Regions from separate parts of the Mus musculus genome. Here region 2 is linked to region 1. Evidence: chromatin contacts called from public HiChIP or PLAC-seq data. All regions are on one chromosome and are shown on one strand. Each heading gives the region's core, a stretch centred on a gene start, on an enhancer-like site or on the middle of the called end of the contact. The rest is flanking DNA. Distances are from core to core; before and after follow the strand shown.

The links. HiChIP or PLAC-seq counts read pairs in DNA pulled down with a chosen protein or histone mark.
Region 2: a contact with region 1 is called in an H3K4me3 HiChIP or PLAC-seq map of bone marrow-derived macrophages, with 2.3 times the contacts expected there. The contact joins two enhancer-like sites. A contact is called at or near these places in 13 of 484 Hi-C or Micro-C datasets (3T3-L1-derived adipocytes, the AML12 cell line, the C2C12 cell line and 9 more), 4 of 115 datasets of contacts at active chromatin or transcription factors (T-cell acute lymphoblastic leukemia, bone marrow-derived macrophages, heart atrium and 1 more) and 1 of 9 other capture datasets (embryonic tail).

What each region holds. Positions count from the first base shown.
Region 1 is chr1:184,271,214-184,278,450 of GRCm38.p6, reverse strand. No RefSeq gene overlaps it. Among named protein-coding and RNA genes, the nearest start is that of Gm34177, 55 kb to the left of the region's middle. Within about 2 kb of position 3,585, at least 27 of the 459 cell types and tissues checked have an H3K27ac peak or open chromatin away from gene starts, as enhancers often do. A contact at or near this core is called in the N1E-115 cell line and bone marrow-derived macrophages, where this site is marked.
Region 2 is chr1:184,355,171-184,362,407 of GRCm38.p6, reverse strand. No RefSeq gene overlaps it. Among named protein-coding and RNA genes, the nearest start is that of Gm34177, 29 kb to the right of the region's middle. Within about 2 kb of position 4,282, at least 11 of the 459 cell types and tissues checked have an H3K27ac peak or open chromatin away from gene starts, as enhancers often do. A contact at or near this core is called in the N1E-115 cell line and bone marrow-derived macrophages, where this site is marked.

The DNA of each region.
Region 1 (7,237 bases), core at 2,336-4,835:
CTCCATCACATGCAATGATTGTTGGGAGAGTAAGACTGTGAGAAGAGTCCTGGGTGAGAAATACACAAGCAGCCCTACCCCAGGTTTTACCATAGAGGAAGTAGGCCCTTTCTACCTGTCTTAGTTCATGAATCAGACTTACTTTCTGATAAAGTATGCTAAGAACTCGCAGGCTGGGCATGCACTCAGTTGGCAATGTACTCCCTATCATGAACAAAGCCACGGGTTCCATCCCCAGCACTACACAAACCATATACACAGCCCTAGCACCCAGGGGATGAGACCAGAGGATCAGAAGTTCAAGGTCATCCATGCCTACGCCGTGAGTTCAAGACCAGCCCAGGCTACACAAGACCCTGTCTCAAAGGGAAAAAAAAACCCAAACAGCAGCAACTCTATGAACTTGGAAGCTGAGTGTGGTGATGCATTCCAGATGTTGAGGCAGGAGGATGGCCAACAGTTTTAGGCTAGTCAGGGGGTATACAGCAAGACCTTGTCTTAATAAAGCAAAACAAACCCAATCCCAACAACCACTTTGACTGCTGTCCGTCAGATGTCACATATCTCTTGCGCCTGCTCCTTTCCCGTCCTTCTCCACCATCAATGCCACGTCCACCCTGGCAGAGCATCACAGTCATGAGACTAGGTCAATCTAGCATCTCCAAGATCTCCTCTCAGTATCCCCTCTCACCCTTCCCAGACTCACTCTTGAACTTTGTCCAGCGTGATTTCAAAGCACAACAGTGTCAACCACCTTCTGTGCCAGTGGCACGGATTGTGTCACCTCCCTCTTCACACTCTTCCTGTTTTTCTCATAGCTTGTAGAATCAGGGGAAACTGATTTTAAATGGGAAGGGCTGTCCTGCAGCTATCTTTCAAGCCCACCACACAGCATCTCCTCCAGCTCTCTGTCCCTGGCCCTCTGTTCTCATCTCAAGGACTTAACACACAGTGTGCCCTTTTCCAAATGTCTTTCCCTCCCTAAGCAGTTGTTTTTCCATGTGATTATGATTAAATACTTGACAACTTAAGGTGAGAGAAGGAGATTAATTTGCCTTCTAGGTCAAGGACATGTACCCATCATGGGAAGGAAGGTACATTGGCTGGCAGGAGTGGGAAGCAGTTGGTTGATCACATTGAGTTTGTCTTCCAGAAACACAGAGAAGGCAGGAAGTGAGCTGGGCTAAGAAACCTCAAGACCCACCCTGAGTCATTCATTAATCTAGATCTGGCCTGAAACCTGCTCCAAGCTGCCGACCACACCTCCAAACACAAGAGTCTATGACAGACTTTCAAGCCACAGCAGCTCCGTTCCTCTCTGAAGTAACCACTAATGATCTTTAGACCTCACTGTAAGCACAAACTTCAGTGCAGTGCTCCCTCCCTTCACAGCCTGGAAGGCTCATGTGTGACAGTGTAGACTAACAGTATCCTTGCTCCACAAGCTCTTGACCTCTGTGAGTTGCCTTTATTCATCACGCCAATCCCAGCATAATGTCTGGCAGGCAGTGCTTGGGAAAAAAATTATTAAATACACAAGCAAATGTTTGTTTGTTTGTTTGCTTGCTTGCTGTAAGCATAGTTTGTATTATGAACTGGCCTCAGCCAATCAGCATCACACAGCCATTAAGGACATTTTACTTGTTTATATATTTATTTGTGTATCTTCTGTAAATTATGTTCACTAAAAAATCATCTCAGTAGGCACTGGCTTGCTGAAGGTGGGAGGACCAGTGATTTCTATTGACCCTTACCTACAGATGACTATGAGGTCAAATCCCAGACCAAACTCTACAACAAAAATCCCAGCCAAATGATTCTGTGGATGTCATATGATGTCCAGAACTAAAGTCTGTCCTCTCTTCTCATCCCATACAAGTACTTCAGAGTAAGACTGAGGCAAATGAATTCAAGAGTATCCTTTACAGCTTAAATCGGGTGTTTCATAGGAGAGAATTTACTCTGGATTGTACAATCAGGCTAATTGGCATTCTAGAGTTCTCCATCTAAACACATGGGGTTTCTTTTCAGCAAAGCATTAGAAACCTACGAGTTCTTATGCTCCTGACCATTCCTTCATCTGGGCTTTTGGGTTTTGCCCAAGTTCCCATCTCTGAGATTAAAAGGAGCAGTAAATAGCAGAACCTTTCCTGTGTATACGTGCTCTGGAGGGGGTGGGGGGAAGCAAACTAATCGGCACTGCCCTCATTTTCAAAAAATTCAAAGTCATTGTTCCCTCACTGCATAACAGCGCCTCAAAACAATCCAGATAATTAAGATTTATTGCAATCACCCCCCCAAGCACCTGAGGCCGAGACTCCTTGAGCTCACCATGAGTCATCGTAACTTGTTTGTACAATAAGGATCGGAAAAACAAGCTCATATCTCCCTCTCACACAGTGATAAGGTGACACACACTTAATCAAGAATAAGGCCACTGACGTAACTCGGAGGCCAGTTCCTAGTGCAATGACTGGAGTGTCCAAAGGGGACACCGGACAAACACACTTCAGGGGGAATGTGTAATAACCATTCAGACTAGACGAGTGCTTCATGACTGTGTCCTCTTAAGGGGCATTTGATAATGTCACTGGACATTTACTGGGTGGATTGCTACTGGCTATATACAAGGCTTAGAGCATCATGCAGTGCCTGAATGGACCACAGAGGAGGAACACACCCTCAGTCACCCCAACATGGAACCACATCTCCAGATGTCAAGAGAGATGCTCCTGGGAGTGCCTGGCTCAGGAGGTGGGTGAGGATGCCTGGCACTCACAGTGCAGGTGATGCACACAACACCTGGGAGCCCAGAACTAAGGTCTTCCTGCTCCATTCCACTCTCACTGCTCAGTGCGGAGCGGAGTTTAGTCTCCTGGTGACACAACCTGAAAACAAATGACCGATGAACTCCAGAGTGATGAAAGAAAACACTGGGACCAGCTTAGAGTTTTTAGACTTTGAACCTGTGCTCATCATTTCCTTGTTGCTGTTATTACCACTGTCCTTTCCTCCCCATCCTCCCCCACCCTCCTCCTCCTCCTCTCCACCCTCCTCCTCCTCCCTGCCCTCCTCCTCTCCATCCTCCTCCTCCCTCCCATTAGGCTTCCTATCTCAACCACTGCATGATCTTCTCCGTTTCTCTGTGCTCATTCATAGACGCAAATATGTATTAGTATACATATATATTGTTTTATTCACAATTTTCTACAGCTTGCTTTTCTCATTCACAAATACTTCGCAAGACATCTCTCCAAGCTAGCCTTCCCATAGTATTACTACCATGATTTATTCCGTCATTTCCCTGCTGATGACTCTTTATTTCCCTATATAGTTTTTTGCATGGTGAAACACTAAAATCATGAGGTTCTATAAAAAGCATTATGCTGTGATGTTTTTTGTTTTTATCTGATTGGGTTTTAGGCTTGAGGCTGCATACTTGAGACTTTGGGGGACCGAAGGTAAATCCAGAGCGGAAATGACCTTCTCAGCCGTCTTGGCTAGGATTTCTATTGCTATGATGAAACACCACGACCAAGCAGCAAGGCGGGGAGGAGAGGGTTTATTTGACTTTCATTTCCTCATCACAGCTCAACACTAAAGGAACTCAAACAAGGCAGGAACCAGGAGGCAGGAGCTGATGCCCAGGCCATGGAGAAGTGCTGCTTACTGGCCTGCTCAGCCTGCTTTCTTATAGAATCCCAGGATCACCAGCCCAGCGATGGCACCAACCAATGTAGGCTCCACCTCCTCTACCCACCCCCACCCCACACACCCCTGCACACCCAGTAAATTGCCAGTTAAGAAAATGACTTGGGGCTGGAGAGATGGCTTAGGGGTTAAAAGCACTGAATGTTCTTCCAGAGATTCTGAGTTCAAGTCCCAGCAACCATATGGTGGCCCACAGCCATCTGTAATGGGATCTGATGCCCTTTTCTGGTGTGTCTGAAGAGAGCTACAGTGCACTCATATAAATAAAAGAAATAAATCTATTTTAAAAAATTTAAAAAGCTGGGCAGTGGTGGCACATGCCTTTAATCCCAGCACTTGGGAGGCAGAGGCAGGTGGATTTCTGAGTTCAAGGGCAGCCTGGTCTACAGAGTGAGTTCCAGGACAGCCAGGGCTACACAGAAAAAAGAAAATGACTTAGAGCTGGATCTTACAGAGGCATTTTCTCGATTGAGTTTTCCTCCTCTCAGATAACTCTAGCTTGTGTCAAGTTGACATAAAACTAGCCAGCACAGTTTAAACTAGAAAACTGAAACTTCATAGAGGAGAATACCAACATTTCAGATATAATTTGTTTTATTTAGTTAAATTATTTCAAATGTCATAGGAATGAATAAAATTGTCATGAAATAGATACCTTGGGGAGATCCTTGAAAAGGCAGAGTAGATGGGAACAAATGCATTCAGTGTGACAACTGGTCCAAAGAGAGGGCTCAGCAGCGGGATGTGAGCTCTTTAAGAGAACATGAGTTGTGGGTACCTATATCAAGCAGCTCACAACCTCTCTGACTCCAGCTCCAGGGGATCTGCTGACCTCTTGTGGGATCTACTACCACTTGCACCCAAACAAAAACTTACCCCAATCCCCACCCACCCCTACACACAAGTACACAGAATTAAAAATAAAATACATTTTTACAATAAATAAATACTATAATATCCAAAATACCCAAATTGACTTAAATTGACAGAGAACCACCAGGCAGAGAAAATCTACAGGTGACTCTGAAAGCAGAAAAATGATAAAAGTCTGTAGAGCACAGAACTCAAAATTAAAGCAGTAGAAAGTGTCGCTTCGCACAAATCTACTAAAATAACAGCTCACAAAGACTCGTAACATCCGCTGCTGGCTGAGATGTGGCTTAAAGGGTTTGTTGCTGTGTTGTTGTTGTTGTTGTTGTTGTTGTGTTTATCTGAGACAGGATCTCATTGTGTAATCTAGGCTGGCATCCAATTCAATAACTTAAAAAAATGAGGGAAAACCCTGATATTGACTCATAGCCTTGTGGTTCTAGTCTGTGACTGAGTAGCTTTGTGCGTCCGGCAAGGAACCTCACCAAATCAGGAGAAGCTGGCTAGCAGAGTTTTCTTCATCAACCAGGACGTGCAGAAAACAGGAAGAGATCGAGGCTTCACACAGTCCTCTTTGAGAGCTTGTCCCCAAAGGACCAAGATCTCCTAGTAGGTTTCACATCTCAAAGGTCTCACCTGTGTGTCACTCTGGGGACAAAGCCTTTAAAACAAGGGCTGCTGGTAGGCATTTAAAAAAAAAAAACTGCACACAAACACAAGAGGTTTATTTGGATCTCCCAAAGAGCTGATAGGCAATTTATTCACTGTTGTAAGTAGCTGAGGATATGTGGATACATTCATATCCACAGAAGCTGACCCTGAGGCAGGCAGCACGGATCTCAGAGAGAGGTGGTGTTCTTGCTTCAGTCCTGCTGCTGAGAAAACACACAGACGAAAGCAGCTTTAGGAGAGGAGGTTTAGGTTGTGGTCCGTGGTGCAGGGAGGTTAAGGTGAGAGGAACTTGAGAAACTTATGGATGAGAGCTAGAATTGCTCATCCATAGCCAAGAGCAGAAAGAGACCAGATACATTATGCCTGCCGGAGCTCGGCTTGACTTCTCTTACACAGATCATGGCCTCTTTCCTTAGGAATGGTTTTGTCCACAGTGGTGTGGGTCTTCCAAATCAATTGACTTAATTATAACAACCCCCACCAGCTTGCCCACATGGCAACTCAATGCAGACAACCCCTCTTGAGGTTTTCTTCCCTGGTGAGTCTAGGTTGTGTAAAATCGGAAGTGAAGACCAACCATCACAGAAAGTCATGGAACCTTTAAAGAAAAAGACATAGCAGAAGTTCCTCGGGTCACTGGGGATGTACCGTTGAAGAGAATATAAAACTCTGATTCACTACTTATTTCCTTGCATAAAGGTGATGAAGTTAGTAGTTTTCCCTGCCATATACACCACCATGAAATATTTCCTTATGAGGCAAAGTAAAGTCCTCTTGATATCAAACTGGAATTTCCAGCCCGAAACAGATCTCTTGTGAGTACATTACCTCAAGCACGCCTTTATAGTTAAGGAAAGCTAACACAGCCCCAGTAACAAGATGTGACAGTTGCACTTTCTACCCCCAGATCCAGATGCCTATGTCAGTCCTCCCCGTATGGTCATAACACAAGTTATGAACAGCACAAGTCACAGAACTGAAGAAAGATGAGAAGGCTGCCTCTCTTTTCCTCATACTTCCACAATCACTGCCGGCCAGTGCCTGTGTCAGCACCTGCCAAGAGGATCTGAAAGGAGCAGGGTATCGCAACAAGCTCTGAAGAAAGCATGAATGAATAGTGCAATCTGAGAGAGAGAGAGAGAGAGAGAGAGAGAGAGAGAGAGAGAGGGGGGGGGAAGGAAGGAAGGAAGGAAGGAAGGAGGAAAGAAAGAAAGAAAGAAAGGAAAGAAAGAAAGAAAGAAAGAAAGAAAGAAAGAAAGAAAGAAAGGAAGGAAGGAAGGAAGGAAGGAAAGAAGGATAGAAGGGAGGAAGGAAGGAAGGGAGGGAGGAAGGAAGGAAGGAAGGAAGGAAGGAAGGAAGGAAGGAAGGAAGGAAGGAAAAGAAAGGTCTGTCTTAATAATCTCTGAGGTTCATGACGCTGATGGGAGTGGCCATGGTCTCACAAGAGGCAGAACGCATCCTGTAGGTGGGAGTGGAATCTGGCCCGGATTCCCAAAGTCAGCTGCTCTAATCAAGGCCAGGAAGACCCAGACAGAGATTTCTCCCTGCCTTTGCATCACAGTGTTTCTCTTCTCCACACACGTTGTACTATCCAGGCTCTGTCATTCTTGGTTACAGTCATACTTGTAATGAAGATGTTCAAGTAAGACTTTATGAGTCTGAGCTCCCCAGAAGAAATCTGGCAGGAAGTCTGGGTTTTGATGACTTTAGATTCAGAGTAGGCAGGCTGACAGAGTAGGTTCCGCTAAGAATTAATCTTCTCTTCTACAGTTGAGTCATAGACCCTTTGGTGCAATCGTTAATGACTAAGGGCCCGGTAATATGTTGCATATTTTATAGGCAGTGTCTCCTCCCCGGAGGGGAGCTGCTCCATCAGCTCGTGAAGACTCCAGGCTCTTGTGTAGACTTTATAAGGGTGGCAATGCATTTGGAGCGCATGCGTCCCGCATTCTCCAGTTCCAGATGCGCCTGCTAGAGTTAACAC
Region 2 (7,237 bases), core at 3,033-5,532, 83 kb before region 1:
GAAATTATCAGCCTATTGACACATCTGCTCCTAGTAAAGTTTTCTCCTCATTTCTTGGCATCTTGGAGAATGCAGCCAAAAGACACACTTCAAAACTATTTTGCAAAGCAAATTGGATATATATTCCAGAAAGGGAGGGTGGGGAGACAGAGAGAGGAGGAGGGAGACATGGAGAGAGAGAAAGGGGGGGTAGTATTTTACTTTAGCAAGGAGTTAAATTGTAATGAATATGTATGACATTTGGTGGCATGTGCACTGGAGTAAAGTAAGGTGACCCCCCCCTCCTCCATTGTGGTAGACCAGATCTCTTTTTTAGAAGAGCCAATGGAGGGCTGTAAAATGTACAATGTAAATGATATTCTAATGGGTCTTCTGGTGACACAAATCCTTCATTAGAACACTTATGGGGTGGTTGGTTGAGTATCCTGGCACTGGAGTTTCTGATCTAGTAGGAAGAACCTAACTGCAGATTCAAGTACATTCAATGCAAAGGGAAACACTAGGAGACTTGCAGCTTGTCTCACTTTCACTTAAATCTCCTTCATGCTGACTATCTTTTCCTATGTTTTGTAGTTTTTTGGTTTCCACCCCCACCCCCACCCCCAGGATCAACTCCCACATGCTAGGCAAGTGTTCTCTCTCTGAGCTACATCCTCAACTCCAACCTAGCTTTTTCTCGTTTCTTTCTTAGAGAATTTCAATTTGAATACTCAAATATCTAAACCCAAACCATTATCAATTCTCTTGCTTATGCCACCAGTTAGAATCCTTTTTCCCACTGAACTTAAACTTTTGAAAAATATGTGGTATATAGAATATTGGCCCTACCTCGAATCCCTATCCAAGTGTGTTACTGGGTTTTATTCATACTCAATCTTTATGTGCTATGCTCTCATTTCCCCTCCTGCTGGTTCCTGCTCATGTCCCAGATACTTTTGTGTCAGATTCAAAATTTTATTTTTATTTAGGTTTATTCTGATGTGAAAAGACCTTTATCTTTCTGAGTTTGGCTTCTTTTAATTTACACGATCTCCATCTATTTTTCTGCAAATGATATAGTTATATTTTCTTCATGAATGAATGATACTTCATGTATACATTCTTTCTCTGTTGCTGGAATCTACTCTGATTCTACATATTGGTTACACACATTTTATACTTCCTATTGCTTTTTTGCTTTTGTTATGACTTCTTGTTCCTATTTTATAACACTAGCATTCTACTTTAGAGGTTTTTTTTTTTTTTAATTTTGTTTACTTTGTATTTCTGATGTGTCTACCTCAGTTTAGGAGTTGCTCCTCTTTGGTTTTGCAGGAGATGATTGCTTTAGATGCATATATCTGTCCATAAGCTCCTGTTTCCCACAGTACATCACCTACATAATCAGGCATCATGGTTCAGAAAAGGGCTGAGGGTTGAGTTCTGGTACATTTCTTTGTCTTTGACAATGGAAAGAGAGGGACTATTGTTATCCAGCTTGGAGTGTTTTGATGTTAGCAATTCATTATCATAGTTCATTTTGCTTCCACACAACCAAACAAATCCCAAACAAATCCTCTGTACCTGGGTTTATGGCCCATCCTTCACAAAGTGATTTTGTAATTCATGTAGCTGGTGGCTGGAGAAGGGAGGTGTGGGGTGCATGCTAAAGTCCATCATTATCCATTTCTCATCTCACTCAGGAGGGCTTTGATCCTCTCCTGATAGTAGCTTGGCAGGCGCTAGGACTGCCATACTTTTGGCCCTGAGGTATGCAGTGATTATCAGGGGCAAGAGGAGGATTTAAAAGCCCCTCAAAACCTGCTTTTAACAGCTGCTACACTGGCTGCCTGTGGCACCAACCTCTCTCCACACACAACTGTGGATATTCTTTCTTTCTCCCCAGAGTTTTCTCATTTTGTGTAATGTTTCCCAAGAGCCTTGCTTCCTTTGGACATCTGTAATTTTTCCATAGTTGATTATACAGACAGTAGCAACTATGTTACTCTGCTACCTCATCAGTAACCAGAGAATGTCTATCATTCAGTTCATAATTGCTCTGTGGTAGTTTTGATCTCCTGTGTCTCCTCTGCTTTCTTTCTGTGAACATTTTTATTATGGTAAAATATTCATAACATGAAACTTAGCATTTTGCTCTATTTAAATGTATAGTTTGGTAGCATTAAAGTGCATTTCTTATGCTGTGTAAGCATTTTATGAATTTATGCCAATATATCTTGAAATGGCTTCTTAAACTTAATGCCAACTCTTTAATGCTGTTTTAATTATAGTAACAGTGTGTTTGCTGTCTGATTTATGTTAAAGAATTTTAATCAAGGTTAGTGGGTATGCCATCTACCAATATATCTCTGGAGGAAGAAGACGTTGTAGTTCTATTTTTCTCTCCTGTTTTTTTCCTTGGAAAGTCTTCTCCATGATGATTCCTGTCCACATGTTTGTTAATCATCTATTACAATGGAGAATTGATAGTTTTAAAATAAAATTGGTGACTATCTCATTGTCTTTGTATGTGTGTGAGTGTAAGTATGTGTGTGTGCATGTACATGTGTATGTGTGTGTGTGTGTCTGTGTGTATGTGAGTGCATACATGCATGTGTGTGTAGATAAGAGTTTGACCCAGAGCATCTTCTGCTATTCCTTTCGACCTTATGTTAGAGAGCCTCTCTCTGACCTTCGGACTCAGCAGTCTCATTACACTGGCTAGACAGTGACCTCCCAGGAGCCTCCTTTCTTTGTCCATTCACTACTGGGTTACAGGTACACCACCATGAAACCCACTTTGTACGTGGGTGCTGGGGATCAGAGATCACTTCTTTGTGCTTGCACAGCAAGTACTATACTCACTGAGCTGACTTCCTAGTTCTCAAATGTTTTTTTTTTTCTAAAAGATAAGAAAGGAAAGAAAACTCATAATGCAATATTTATATACTCTTAAAAGTGAGTAATTGTATTAATTATAAGTGGATTAAATATCACTGATAAAATGCGAAAATTTAGATTCAACTTGAAAAACACCTGTGTTTTGTTTACAGATACACATTTTCAAAATTAGAGCAGAGGGATTTAGAAAGATGCAATGCAGACAGTAACTGATAAGATTACAAGTTAGAAAGCTTTAAGGGCTGGGGAGAGTTAAAAGTGTGTATTGTTCCTCCAGAGGACCTGAATCAAGTTCCCTGCAGTTGGTAGCTCACAACTGCCCATCACTTTAGCTCTTCTGGCCCTCGAGCACCAGCCCTCACGGTGGACATTCTCTACAGGGACATACATACATTCACATAATTAAAGCAAATAATTAAAAAGAGATTTGCAGTCTTATTGGCATAGATATTTCCATAGGCAAAAGGACCCTGACATCATCTACTCTTGAATTTCAGTGATTACCAAAGATAGCCAAAATATATGGGAAAGACAGCTCTATTCCCTCTCTCTGCCAATGTTAGGCAAATAAATAAGATTACTGTTGGTTTTAGCCAATCTTTGGGGCCCAATGTGCATGTGTACCAATTTTTGCTTTCAAAAAGGCAAATCCTAAGAGGAAACTTTAAAAAAAATAAATAATGCTAGAGAGTCTTATTGCCATGGTGGCAAAGATATCTTGGCTAGAGATAAAATCCAAGCCCCAGCCATACCTTGGTAGGCTTGGAAGAGCGTCAACCTTGACACTGAATGTTAATGTAGATCTTAGTGGCTTCTGGTAACCTTTTCATTTGGTCTGAAGTAATTACAGAATTATGTGTGTGTGTGTGTGTGGGGGGGGGTCAATCATGATTGCCTTCAGTAAGCAGAAGAAAGATGCCCAAACCAAGGGCCAGACCAGTGGACACGAATGCAGAACTTACCATCTGCCCAAGAGTGAAATGTGGCTTAAATCGTAAGTTTTGAAAATGTTGCTTCATTCTACAGAAAGGCCTTTTCAGTTCCCAGCATGCTTTGTAGACGCCTCCCTTTAACTCCTACAACAGTTCACTGTGGTGAGTGAAGCTTCTAAGACTCCCTCATTACAGATGAACAGATCAAGCGGTGGCAGCTCCCTCTCACCACACAGATGGCAGAGTTAGCCCCTGAATATGAGCCCCTCTGCTGCTCACAGATGCGCATATATCTGTGGATGAGGGATAACGTGACTTCTTATCACTAGGCAAACAAGCACATTATCAAAGGTTTACTGTCCCGTTTTGGCACATTATCTCAAATGATGGACAACAGATGAGCTAGTGATCAGAGGGTAGAAGTACTCCATGATAATATGTGCCTGGACTAGGGCCAAGCAGTGATTCAGCCTCAGGGCTATAGGAGGATGTGGGGACTCAACAGAAGGCAAAGGAAGGAAGGAGAGGAGATGATGCTGTAGGGAAGAAATGATCAGACAAGAGCTATTTTAGGACTCTCTTTCCTGTCAGTCTTCCTTAGTCCAATTATAAAAACTAACTGCAAATAAGAAAACAGACCAATGGTTTGTGTTCGCACAGAGGCAGGGCTCACTATGACTAGCACATAAGATCACTGAAATTAAATTACATGGACTAATGCCATAAAAAAGAGTAATAAACTTCTGGTCTTTCCCTTGCGGTTTGTTTACCGGGTTATGGCTAATTTAATCTTATCAGTTCTGCTGAGCAAGAGGCTTGGAACAATTTTTCCTGAAGTTTGTCTCTCAGCAGGCAATTCTCCACTTCTTGGTACCTCATTAATGTCAGGAATCCTGAGGTAACATGCTGGCCAAACTGGAACATTGTGAATAAAGACAGGAGGAGACACACACACACGAGAGAGAGAGAGAGAGAGAGAGAGAGAGAGAGAGAGAGAGAGAGAGAGAGAAGCACAGAGAACATGCCTTGTTTTCTATGCATGTCTATATATACTTCCTTTTGTCATTCTAACCCATTCCAACTAAAAGGAGATATTATGTCATCCAAACAGAATCTAGCCAGAGGCAGAAATCATGATGCAGAGGAGAGAAGAAGACATGGGAAAAAAGAAAAAGAAAGACTCTTGGGCTGTTATTCCTAATTACTCCAAAGACAAGTCTCAAGGGCCCAGGACTGAGTCCTTTCCTCTTGATCTGTTGGGGGTTGAGTATTATCTCAGGTTGAGTGAAGCAAGGGTGTATTTTGAGGTCAGGAGGTGGTGTGAGAGGTGAGATGGGCAGTGGGAAGGGAACAAGGTAGAACGTAGGGTTCTGACTTCAGCAGAGGAGTTTTGTGTTGCCTGTGCCTTGGACTACTTACCGCCCAGCCCTACCTGCCTTAGGTGTTGGAGATGAGGTGGTATAGAGTATAACACAGACTCTAGGAGCAGGTGAGAAACGGCTCAACTGAGCCCTGCTGCAAGCTCCTTTCATACCCCCCACCCATGCCCCCATTGGTCCCAGGAAAGCATCTCTTCTAAACAGCAGTTCCTGATTGGCTGCCATTGTCTGCACCAGCAGCCCTTGGTCTCTCAGGCATGCTCAGTTAGGTCCTCCTGCAGGAGATGCTTTTGCAGTTGACCCCCCCCCCCAGCATTTACATAGAAGCACCCCACCATTACTGCTACAGTTTTGTATTATGGAGCCATTGAACACTAAGAGTGCAAGGGGCATCTGAATTGCAGCACACCTAGGGGAAGGGTGCCTCGCCAGGGCCACATGTGCAGTCCCCCAGCTACACCCAATATAGATGATGCTCCATGATCAATACCTGAATGGAATACCTGTGTCTGTTCTGCCAGTCAGACTCCTAGACCGATGGGGAGAGTAAGTAAATGCCTTCTTGTATCAGCCCCAGTTTGATGCTTGTGCAGCTCTTATACCATGTGTTCTCTTAACAGTCTAAAGACCTGTAAACAGTGAGGTAACTCATTAATTCCCAGTGAGAATTCTTCTGCAGGCTACTATTAAAGATCAATTTTAGAAGAGAGAAAGAAAACTCAAGGAGAGATGACTTGTACCAAGGTCCAGCGCTTTGGTGAGATGCAGGCTCAAGCACTCTGACTCTGGGTGAGTGGGTTGGTGGGGCACAGTTGAGGCTGTGATATGCTACCTATCAGCGTGAAGAAGAAGTCTTATGGGTCGCCCCAGTGCTAGAGAGACAGCTCAACGGTAAAGTGTTTGCTGAGAAAACATAAGGAACCTAGCATGGATACCCAACACCCAATTAAAAGGCAAGTGAGGTATCATGTGTTTGTTACCTCTACGCTGGGGAAGGCAGAGATGGATTGATCCTGGGACTCACTGGCCAGCCAGGTTAGCCAGTTCAGGATCAGTGAAAAGACCCTATCTGGGATATAATGTGGGCAGCAATAGAGGAATATCTATTAAAATATCAAAGCCAAGCTCTGTTGTTGATAAGCCATTGCACCCTACACACAGGCATGCACTCATGCACACACGTGTACACACACACACACACACACCACATGGGGATAATATTCAGTCAAAGAAGAAAATGGTTAGGAAACTTAACGTGTAATCAAAGTTTTAAATGAATGAAAATTAATATTTTAAAGTATTTAATTGGGTAAGAAAGTCTTCAAGAGATGAACTCACTGTAGAGTAAGAGTGTAAACCTCCGTTGTTTAACTGTGGAAACATTTGTACGGGTATCTTTATCATATCTCTCAGCAATGCAAAAGACACTGGAAGGAAACACAGCAGAATATTAACAATTAACTCACAGATGGATTTATTTCTCCTTGATACCCACATAGTCTTCAGGTTTTAAGGAACAACCTACGTATAATGTCTATGACATCACCTGTAGGGACTCAGTGGGGTGCAATCTTGATCCTTCTTTCCATTACGAGTGTTCCAACCTGAGACACACTTCCAACATGTCTAATGTGTGTCTAACAGTGCTTCCTTCTGGAATGGATGACTGGTGTCATCACTGCCTCCCAGACACCTCAGCCCTCTCCTTCCTTCTGGAAACAGTCAGCTATGGAAGAGGTTTTGGTGAACTCTGGGGATGTGAAGAATTTTTTCCATAAGGATGAGCACTCCCTAAAATACCATAGTTTGAAGCTTTAGTTTTGTGTGTGAAGACTTGATTTAAAGATTTAACGCAATTGGTAACAGTTAGACAGTATGTTTGTATTCAACCTAGTGAGAAAGAAGCAATAAGAAACCTTTTAATAGTAGAACTGTCTGCACACAGATGTACAAGCACACATGAACATGCACACACTTGTTCCTTTATGAGTAGATGACAGTCATCTATGGAACTAATCTCCCATGCATTTCTCTCTCTCTCTCTGG